Linked DNA regions of Sus scrofa: all the other regions are linked to region 2. Evidence: chromatin contacts called from public HiChIP or PLAC-seq data. All regions are on one chromosome and are shown on one strand. Each heading gives the region's core, a stretch centred on a gene start, on an enhancer-like site or on the middle of the called end of the contact. The rest is flanking DNA. Distances are from core to core; before and after follow the strand shown.

Region 1 (3,427 bases), core at 114-2,613, 500 kb before region 2:
ACAATGTTATATACATTTAGGGAATTCTTCTAGGCACTGGGCTAAGTTCCAAAACAGTCTTGAGTATTACAAGCACTTATTGAGTAAGAGAGATGAGAATCAGTCCAAAATTACGTACAACTGCCCCATGATTAATCAGAAAGAAACGAAAATTAATTTTCTTTAAAAAGTCGGTACCCTTTAATATGTTCATTTCCAAGGAGACCCCTGTCGGAAATCAAACCCTTTACTCTTCTAAGCGAAAGCCCGCTCAAGTGTCCAGGCATGAACTGCTCTCCGCCAAAGTAGCTGCCCCCTGCACTTGTGGGAAACATTTTCCAGGACCAGAGTCGGTTGGCCCCATTAACACTGTCACAATCTCCTCTCATGCCCCACAACGAGCCTGCCTAAAGTCAGAGTAAGGCCCTGGAGCGTGGCTGTTTTTTAAATATTAACACGTGGGAGGTCACAGAAAAGATCAAAGTTAAGGAGGTCTTTTCACGTGGGGGCTGAGAGGCGGAGAGATAGGAAAGTGAATGGGTGGCGGAGAGGGTCCTGTACTCCCAGGATCCCCCAACTCATATACCAACTTAAGGGGAAGGCGGCAAGTAAAAAAAAACAAAAAACAAACAAAAAAAAACAACCAACACCAGGTTCCCTTCCTTCACCCAATTCCTAGGCCAGTTCCTTCTCCCGGCGCCCAGGGTCTGGCTCCAGCCCTGAGGCTGAAATGCAGGGAGAGGGGAAGCATTTAGGCCTCGCCTCCCAGCGGCCTTCCTTCCCCAGCCGGGGCGGGAGGGAACCCAGGAAGCCGCGCCCGGTTCCTGGGGGGGTGGAGAGCCTAGGCCGCGCCTCCCAGCCCGGCGGCCCTAGGCCTCGGCCCGCCCGAGGCGAGGCCCGGGGTCGGGGTGGCGAGCTGGCCGCCGGCTCACCCACCTGGGTTGCCAGTCATTCCAGCTCCGCGGGTACTTGGTGCCGCCGCCGCCGCCGCTGCTCAGCCGAGACCCCGGGGCTCTGCGGCTCATTACCTTCCCCGACACGACATGGCCAAGCGCCGCCGCCCGAAGAAGCGCGAGTCGCCGCCCGAACCGGCCGCTGCCGACACTCCGCTCCGGCCCCGGGCTGAGGAGGAAGCCGAGAAGGAGGAGGAGGCGGCGGAGGGCGGGGGAGGCGGACGGCCGTTCCGGGTTCCGCCTGAGCCCGCAGCGCAGGACGAGGAGGCGGGAGCGGCGCGGCGAGAGGGAGGCGGAGGAAGGGGAGGCGACGTCTCTTCCAGGGCCGTGCGCGGCCCGCGACGCCGGGGCCCAGGAGGAGGAGGACAGGGAGGAGGAGGCGGTGGCGGCTGCTCCTCACGCTCACACAGCCACGGGTTCCCCGCCTCCCGGCTCCGCCCGCCGCGCCGCCGCTGCCGCACGGCATGCTGGGAGCGAGAGGCGGTGCCGGCGCCCGCCGGGCCGGGGTGGAGGGGCGGGGCCGGGACCGAGGGGCGGGGCATGTGGGCGGGGCCGGACTCAGCAAGTGGACCGCCCTCTCCGCGCCCCGCGCTCGCTTCCAGTCTTCGCGGACCGCGCGGAGGTCCGGCCCCGCCGCGGGGGATCACGGGAGAGGGGGTTCTCCGTCACCATCTCCACGCGCACGCTCTCCTATACACCCCCGGGAAAGCACCTGACCCCCAGAGGGCGGGGCAGTCAGGTGTAAACAGGCTTCCGCTCAAGATACAGGGGTGCCCTTGCGGTGGCGCGCGCAGACACACATGCATGTCCTTAGAGTTCACGCGCGCCCACGTTCCTCACCTTGTACGGCAATAAGTAAAAATAAAAAACAGAGGGGGTGAACATTCATCTACCCAGCCTCCACCTGAAATGTGCCCGTAGATTCCCGACACCTTGACCATTTATGTCTTACCATTACAAAAAACGAAATAGAGGAAGAAAGCGGAATACTCACGAGCACCAACCTTTGTCCCCTGCAACATGAAATACGCTCTGAAATCCTCCCACCGTTAACAGCTACTTTCCCTTCCAAAGAGTCTTGCGGGTGGCGTGGCATTGGGCGGGGGGGGGGGGGGGGGCCAAACCTGAGCACTTTCTCCTCCGCCGCGACGTTTCCACGGCCCCCACCAAAGAGTTCACTAAAGCATCTTAGACATAAAGTGGATGCCATATACAAAGAGAAAAGGTCAACAAGCTGCACAGCAAACAGGTAACAGGGAGTTAGCATGTGGCTCAGTAGGTCATTGCTGTGGCTTCAGTTACAGCTTGGTGCAGGTTCCATTCCTGGCCCCGGAGCTTCCCTAGGTGCAGCCAAACACACACACACGCACGCACGCACGCACACACAGAACAGGTAACAGGAATTAACTCTGGAGGATAGTCAAAAGGGTCTTACGTTATTTTATGTTGCAAATTCCCTATGTTGCAAAGTCCCCATATATTGCTTGTGTGATTAAAAATGGTTACCAATGGAATTCCCGTTGTGGCGCAGTGGTTAACGGACCCGAGTAGGAACCATAAGGTTGCGGGGTTGATCCCTGGACTTGCTCAGTGGGTTAAGGATCCGGCGTTGCCGTGAGCTGTGGTGTAGGTTGCAGACGCAGCTCGGATCCCGCGTTGCTGTGGCTCTGGTGTAGGCCAGTGGTTACAGCTCTGATTTGACCCCTAGCCTGGGAACCTCCATATGCCGCAGGAGCGGCCCTAGAAAAAGGCAGAAAAAAAAAAAAGTTACTAAATTACAAAAGTACTTGAGATTATGAGGTGATCCACATGCATCCCCCTTCAACTTTGGGCTCCTTGCTTATGTCCGTCAACACTGTAGGCTCTTGCTAGTTCTAAAGGATGGAAAGTTAGGTTTTCATATGTACTTTTCTCCCCTCCCCAATTCGACTCATTCAGGGAACAAGAAGCTCCTTCTACGAACTGGTGCTATTTGACTCAACACAGAAATTCTCACTAGGTTTAGACTCCAGCATGGTCACCCACATGTGTAAAAAAAAAAAAAAAAAAAAATTTTTTTTTAAATAACCTGAGTGAAGAGGGATACATCCCACAGTTATACACTCCATCCTGAAATGTGCCCTGGGTAGCCCATACTTGCTGTGAGGAAGGATCCTACCATTTGTGAAAGGGACCCTACCAATGGTGTCCTTTCTTCCCTACTCTCCTATGAAAAGTCCCTCTTGAATCAAGTCCTAAGATTAGGGTTCTCTCTCAGAAATTGTGAATCCTGCCACAAGGTATTTTGGTTTGTTTGTAGTTCATGTCTAATGACATAAGCAAACAGTAAACACATATGTTTGGGGTTTGGGGGTTTTATTTGGGGGAGTGCCATATCTGTGGCATGTAGAAGTTCCCAGGCCAGGGGTGGAACCCACATCACAGCTTTAACCAGAGCCACAGCAGTGAAAATGCCAAATCTTTAACCCCCTGGGGGAACGAGGGAATTTCCCTCA
Region 2 (3,235 bases), core at 143-2,642:
CCCCCCACAAAAAAGACAAAAACAAAACAAAAAAAAAAAAACCAAAAACCCAACAACAAACCAAAGGAGACCCAGTCACAGAATACAGCAAATCAGATTGGAATACGGTGCAGTGGAGCCACGTTGGTTAGGTTCTAAAGACAGCTCTGAGGACAGCTATGGTGTCTAACCAAAATTATGCCTGACAGTAAAATATTACGTTTTTATTTATTTAATTGATTACATTTTGGTCAGTTTCTCTGGTTCGAAATTCAGTTTCTTGAGGTGGCTGACAAAGGTGCCACCAGAACTGTGATTCTGCTTCTCAGCCTATGGTGGGGAAAATCCCTTATTCACCCTTCCCCTAACTTTAGTGTTTCAGGGTAACTTCCCCTTATCTGTGCATAGTAGACATGCTGTACAGGGCTTGGATTCAGTGGGCATGGTTGAATATGAATCCTGAGTTACCCTACCCCGCCCCCTTACCACCTAAAACTACCACAGTCCCTTCTGTATCCAGAGACCAGCAGCAGGGCCACCTGGAAACCTGTAAGAAATGCAGAAGCCCAGGTCCTGGCCCAGACCTGAATCAGACCCTGCATGGAACAAGATCCCCAGATGAGCCTGTGCAGTTCAAAGGAGAGAAGCCCTACTTTATGATCTACTGCAGAGTCAGTCTCTTGCTGTGGACAGACAGAGCTCTGAAAACAGGAAGGTCACAGAAGGCACGATGTGATCTAAGCTTACCTAGTCACGTACTGCTTCCAGTGAGTACTGACCATTTGCCGGCCATTTTATATGTATCTCCCTTCACTTCCGTCAGAATTATCCTGATTTCACAGATGAAGAAACTAGGATTCAGCGTGATAAACAACACATTCCATTACAGGTTTAAGTGTGTATTATTCTATTGTCTTTTCCTGGGGAGGGCGTCCTCAAAGACACTCAAAAGAATGTGGTTTTCCAACCTCTTTTTTTGTCAGAAAAGACACTTGAAAAGGGAAACAAAAAAAGTGAGGATAAGATGCTGCTTTGTGATTAGCTGTTAACCAACCCGGGCTGGGCGCCTACCAGCCGAAACAGGTGATAATCGCTTTTACTTCAGAGGTTTGCAGTGAGGAGCACATGAAGAGTGAATGCAAGGTGCTCAGTGTAGTTATTTTTTAATCAGAGAAAACACTGGAGCACAGAAGTTCTGCAGCGGAAATGAACATCCACCTTCATAGAAACGCAGGGCTTCGCCAAGACGGAGGAAAGGTGACCTCTGCTTTCTCCAGTTTAGTTCCAGTTGAGAGCTGTCACACTATGATCCAGGGAAGCCCTTAAGGACCCAAGAGGAGGATACCGGAAATGCCTAACTTCCGCAGTGCACAGAGGGGGACGCGGTGGCCCGGGGAAGGGGCGTGGCTTACCGGGTCAAACTGCGAATTAGCCGCGAAAGCTCGCGCCGACTGGGTCCCAAACACCCCCTTTCCACCCCCAGCCGCAGTTAGCGTCCGATACCCCCGCGTGTCTGGATTCTTCACCGCCTCCAGGGGGTCCCGGGGGGTCAGGCAGCCGCCTGCCACTCACACTCCCGACGCAGGCCAGCGCTGCGACAGCCTACTGGGCCGACGCTGCCCCTCACAATCATGGCGGCCGGAGAGGGGCGGGCAGCTCGTGCTTAGAGGGAGGGTGTCCGCCCTTCACAATCATGGCGGCATGGAGGGGGCGGGGTCTGGAAGGGCAAATTGGGCTGGCGGTCCCCGAACTAGCTGTCATGTGACTGGGAAGATGGCCACCTTTCCCTGGTAAGGAAGAAGCGGCGGGTGGGCTTCAGGGGCAGGGTCTCTGTCTCAGTGTGTGTCTCTGCGAGGGAGTGTGTGAACTGCTCTCTATGGGGTTTGGTGGCGGCTCCCACCGCACCCCTGGGTTGTCTTGACCTCAGATCCCCCGCCGCTACTTGGCTTCAGAGAAACCCCCTGAACCGGACGGGTGGGATCTTAGTTCTTTCTCCCGCTACCCCTCCCCCGGCCTCCCACTCTCCCTTCTCCATTCATTCCCTAAAAAAACAACTTCCCCAGCTTCTGCTTTTCCAGAAGTCGGCGCGGGTTCTGGGGCGCTGGATGCAGAGAATGGGAGACTTGGCTATTTCCTGAACGACTCGGTTCAGCTGGGGCAGACTTCCTTTTCTCATCTGTAAAAGGGCTGCCGTGCATCCTGCTCTGTGCAGCGCCTTGCAGCGGGCACTGAGGATGCAGAGCCCTCAGACATACTCCTTTGGCTTAAGGGAGCTGAGAGTTTAGTAGGGGCAGGTACCCAGAATAGAAAGATATCCAAAGAAGGCACCGGGACGAGGCACAACCACACCTGGCGCCTTAGGGAAGGCTTGGGAGAGGAAGAGTCTTCAATTGGGTTTTGGAGGATGAACAGAAGCTCATCCCAGTTAGAAGGAGCTAACTAACTGCGGGTGCCAAGGCTGATGTGCCTGTTGGGGCTTTTGTGGCTGGAGTAGCTAGGAGCTGGGTGCTTCAGGCTCCAGCTGTTTCTACCAGCGTGTGAAGAACTGGAGTAAGTTGTGATGGTAGCAGTAGGATTATCTGGCGACGTGAGCTCTCTGCTACATCTCAGGAAGGGAGATTGTATTCTGATCTTTTTCTGCAAGAGATGTGAAGTGGTTTACATTGAACGAATGAGTGAGCAAATGAAAAAATATACAGCCCTAGACTTTAGAAATACATCCTTTTGGTTTTATGTTTGATAAACAGCTGTCTTCCTCATGTTCACTTCACCTGGCTAACCCTTTTAAGAGTCTTCCTTCAAAAACTTTGATACACCAGGTCAGGATTGGATGCCTCCGAGTGTTTGTAAGCCCTGCCCTGAATTTTCTTTGACCCAGTCCTGCAAAGTACCTTTTAGAGAATCACTAAGGCTTAAATGCCAAAACATCTGGCTTCAGCGAACTGATCTGGAATTTTAAAATCAGAAAATCAAGGAAGATGCTGTTTAATTCCAGGACATTTTTACCTTTGGTATTTTTACAGAGAGAGGTACCATAAGCCTTTTAGCACCTGGGGTCTCTACAGTTCCTAGTCTGGCTCTAAACATTTCTGTCTGAGGTCACTCATGTTCATGGTTCAGTTCTCCCACTAGACTTGATGCTCCGTAAAGTTAAAGGGACTGAGTTTTAGGCATGCTTGTATCTCCAGTGTCTGGCATGGAGCTTGGCAGATAGTAGGTGTAGAGTAATATTTATTGAATGAATGAGAAAACTGAA
Region 3 (3,226 bases), core at 182-2,681, 290 kb after region 2:
CTCCCCAGCCACAGATGCCGATTTGCATTCTATTTACATGCCGTTTGCTGGCAGTTTCACTCCAGCTCTGAATTCCCCCGAAAGCCCCCACCCCTGGGGAAACTTCCGAATCAAGATTCCTCCGCTGAAGTTCCAAGGCTTTTGTGCCAGGTCCCTCCCCTACTTCTCTAGTCTTTGCAAGGATCCCCAGTTCCTCCAGGGCTCTCTTTGCTCAGGTGCCCCCCCCCAACCTGGTGCAGTTGAGCAGCCAATGTGGCGCGTGGCCCGGGGCCCCAGGCGGGGACGCCGCTGCCCGCCACGCTCCAGGGGCCTTTGTCCGCGCTCCAAGGAGCCGCCCCTTAGCGAACTGGGGACAAGTTGCGGAGTGGGGGGTGGGAGGTGGTATTGGCGAGGCCTGGGAGTGACAGAGCTAGGGAAAGAACCTTCCGGCTGTGCTAGAGTCCTCCTCCGGAGCAAGGTCGGCACCCCCCTCCCTGGCTAGTTAACCAGCTCCCTCCCACCCCACCCCCAGCCCGCCAAGGCGGGTGCAAGCAGTAAGGAACCTGGGATGCAGAGGACTGGAACCCCGTGTCCGCCAAGGGGTGGGGATGCAGCACTGGGCTGGCTCACCTCTAGCCAGGCTGGAACAGAAAAGCTAGCCGACCCCTCTCCCCCGCCATTGTATGCAGCTGCCCCTCAATTGTCCCCCGGTCCCAGGTCTCAGCTCTGCCTCTTTTGGCCTGCAGTGTCCCCCTCTTGGTCCCGTAGTGCGCAGCCACGGCCGGCTGGGAGCTTGGCCCCTAGCCCCTGCGGCAGGTGCGGCAGCTCAACCCCAAAGCTCGGCCCCTGTGCCCCCAGCTCCGTCTGCCCTGCGTGTGGTCAGGGCCCACCGGCTTGCCACGCAGCCCCCAAACCTGCCCGCGGCTGCCCTCACAAATCACCCGGGCACGGCTGGGCTCCTTTACATTCCCAGTTGACCTTTGCCTCTGGTGGCCCCAGGACCCTCCTCAGGGACTTGGATCTCCTCCCGGTCCGGGTACACCCCTCCCCCCGAAAGGTCCCAACCCCCCACCCCACCCTCTGCGGCTCCTCTCTCTCTTGGCACTGTAGTCCCCCCCTCCAATCCCCCATCTCACCCAGCAGATTAACCCCTTGGGGGGCCTTAGCACAGAAGCAGACCTCACCTCAACCCTCCCAAGTCCGGGCGGGAAAAGTTTCTGGGGTCCCCGCAGCGCCTCCACCCCACCCGCGCCGCTCGCACTCACCGACCCCCGCGGCCCCGAAGCGCCGACGCTCCCGCTGGCCCTCGGCTCTAGTCACATCTCTGCAGCGCCGCCGTGGCCCCAGCCCCGCGCGCGCCCGCCCGCCAGCCTGTCCGGCCTCACTGCATCGCACTCAGGAGCCGCTGCCGCGCGAGGCGCCCCCTGGCCCGGCCAGCGCAGCTGCAGCCGCCACGACCCCGCCCCTCCAGCCGGCCCGCCCCCTGGAGCTCCGCCCCCCGGAGCCTCCGAGCCCCGCCCCCGGCGGGGCCGCCGCAGGGCTGCTTGTTCCCAGTTGAATTCCGCTCAAGCTCCTCGCTCTTGGCCGGCGGCGCTGTGAGACGAGCCCCCTGCAGCGTCCCCGATTCGAGAATACTCCCTGCATATCCACAGTGCGCCCATAAGCAGTCTGGACATGCCGGACACATCCGCAGGTTGATGTACTTGCGGAAACACACACACGGAGCCCCCCAGCTCAGCACATTCTCCTACGTGGCTTCCTAAACAGAGACTTCCCCACTATATCCCAGCAAGAGCCGGGGCGCAGAGAGGATTCCGCCGCGCTCCTTCCAAAGTCACAAATGCCCCAGTATCCAACCAGGCAGCCCCTTCCCGCCTGGGCACACTCTAAATCCTCGCCCCTCCCAAAGGACTCTTGTCCCTTCACGTATCCTGAGCCCTACACCCGCGTCCTTGGCCGCCCCCAAACATACTCGAACGTCCACGGAGTACTCCTCACATGGGTCCATGCTCAGGATCCCACCACCGCCGCCACACACATCACACGCATTCGTCCACGATCTCCCTGCGCACACACCTGGCACTCCGCAGACGCTCAGGGCACAGGAGGGACGCGCGCCCATGGGGTAGCCACGGGACCTGCTCGAAGAAAGTGGTTCAGGGCGGCTGGGACCTCGACACAGAGTCTGGCTCCTGTCCGAGGTCAGCATGAGCCTACCCGGCCTGGGAGCTGCTCTCCAGCTTCAGACCAGCTTCCCCAGGTCTTCCTTCCAAAGTCCCCAGAACTTTGAGGACCCCTCTGTGCTGTGGATAAGACGCCCCCACCCCACCCCCCCATCTTGGCCCTACAAGACACAACAGGGGGAGGTACGCAGGAAGGTGGGTTGCCGAATAACACTCCCTTCTGGGGACAGCTGCAGACCCTGATCTTTGGGGAGCACTGACCTTTCAGATATTCGCATCCCTACCTTCGAGCCTGCGGCCAGGCCAAGGCGGTTTTCTATGGTCAGGCGACGTACCATTCGGACCTGCATCTTTCCAAACAACTCATCTTAAGTTTAAGGAAAAATGGAGAAGTACCACGAAACCAAAAAATTCCCGGTTTTATTGGCTGACGTATCCTCAGCGCCTGGAATAGGGTCTGGCACTCAGGAGACGATCTTTAGACATTTGCGAGACGACCCCTCCTCAGAGTCCGGGAACTGGAAAACTGGAACATGGATGGGTACCGCCCCCTTGTGGTGTCTAGTGGAACTGACGCCGAGATTCCTTTCTTTCCTTCTGTAATCCTGAGTAAATTCACTTTTCCAAGCCATCAGCTGGCGTGGGAAAGCTGTTCCTGTGAATTGATTAATATTACAGTTGCAGTTATATTCCTTTCCCTAGCCCATTGTACAGAGGAACCCTGGATGTGATGATCAGTTTATCTTTGGGTGATGATACTTTGGGAAGCAAAGGGTGAAAATGAAGGAGGCTATTATCTCCCACTCAAAAGTTCAGGGACCCAAGGACCCATTATCTGCGTCATGATAGCTTATGCTCACTGTGAGCCAGGCGCTATTCTAATTGCTTTACTTTCTTTAAAATATTTAATGCTCCCAGCAACCCTTTACTCTGTTATTCTGTTATTTATTTACTCTGTTATTCACTGCTTTTTTTTTTTTTTTTTTTTTTTTACTCTGTTATTCACTACTCCTTGCAAATGGAGACACTGAGGGTTTAATGACCTGCCCACAGTCATACACTCG

Evidence for each region. HiChIP or PLAC-seq counts read pairs in DNA pulled down with a chosen protein or histone mark.
Region 1: an H3K27ac HiChIP or PLAC-seq map of alveolar macrophages shows a contact between it and region 2. The contact joins the promoter of SMG1 here to the promoter of C3H16orf62 in region 2. A contact is called at or near these places in 1 of 5 promoter capture datasets (liver) and 1 of 2 datasets of contacts at active chromatin or transcription factors (alveolar macrophages).
Region 3: an H3K27ac HiChIP or PLAC-seq map of skeletal muscle shows a contact between it and region 2, with 7 times the contacts expected there. The contact joins the promoter of GPRC5B here to the promoter of C3H16orf62 in region 2. A contact is called at or near these places in 5 of 5 promoter capture datasets (fetal liver, fetal skeletal muscle, liver and 1 more), 17 of 47 Hi-C or Micro-C datasets (alveolar macrophages, embryonic fibroblasts, epiblast stem cells and 10 more) and 2 of 2 datasets of contacts at active chromatin or transcription factors (alveolar macrophages and skeletal muscle).

The regions. Positions count from the first base shown.
Region 1 is chr3:26,651,755-26,655,181 of Sscrofa11.1, reverse strand. It overlaps SMG1 (serine/threonine-protein kinase SMG1), which reads right to left and starts at 1,363. Exons shown (of 63, transcript XM_021086548.1): 1 at 916-1,363. The coding sequence starts at 1,004.
Region 2 is chr3:26,155,494-26,158,728 of Sscrofa11.1, reverse strand. It overlaps C3H16orf62 (UPF0505 protein C16orf62 homolog), which reads left to right and starts at 1,392. Exons shown (of 31, transcript XM_021086527.1): 1 at 1,392-1,769. The coding sequence starts at 1,681.
Region 3 is chr3:25,868,574-25,871,799 of Sscrofa11.1, reverse strand. GPRC5B (G-protein coupled receptor family C group 5 member B) reads right to left here and starts at 1,431. Exons shown (of 4, transcript XM_021086531.1): 1 at 1,245-1,431.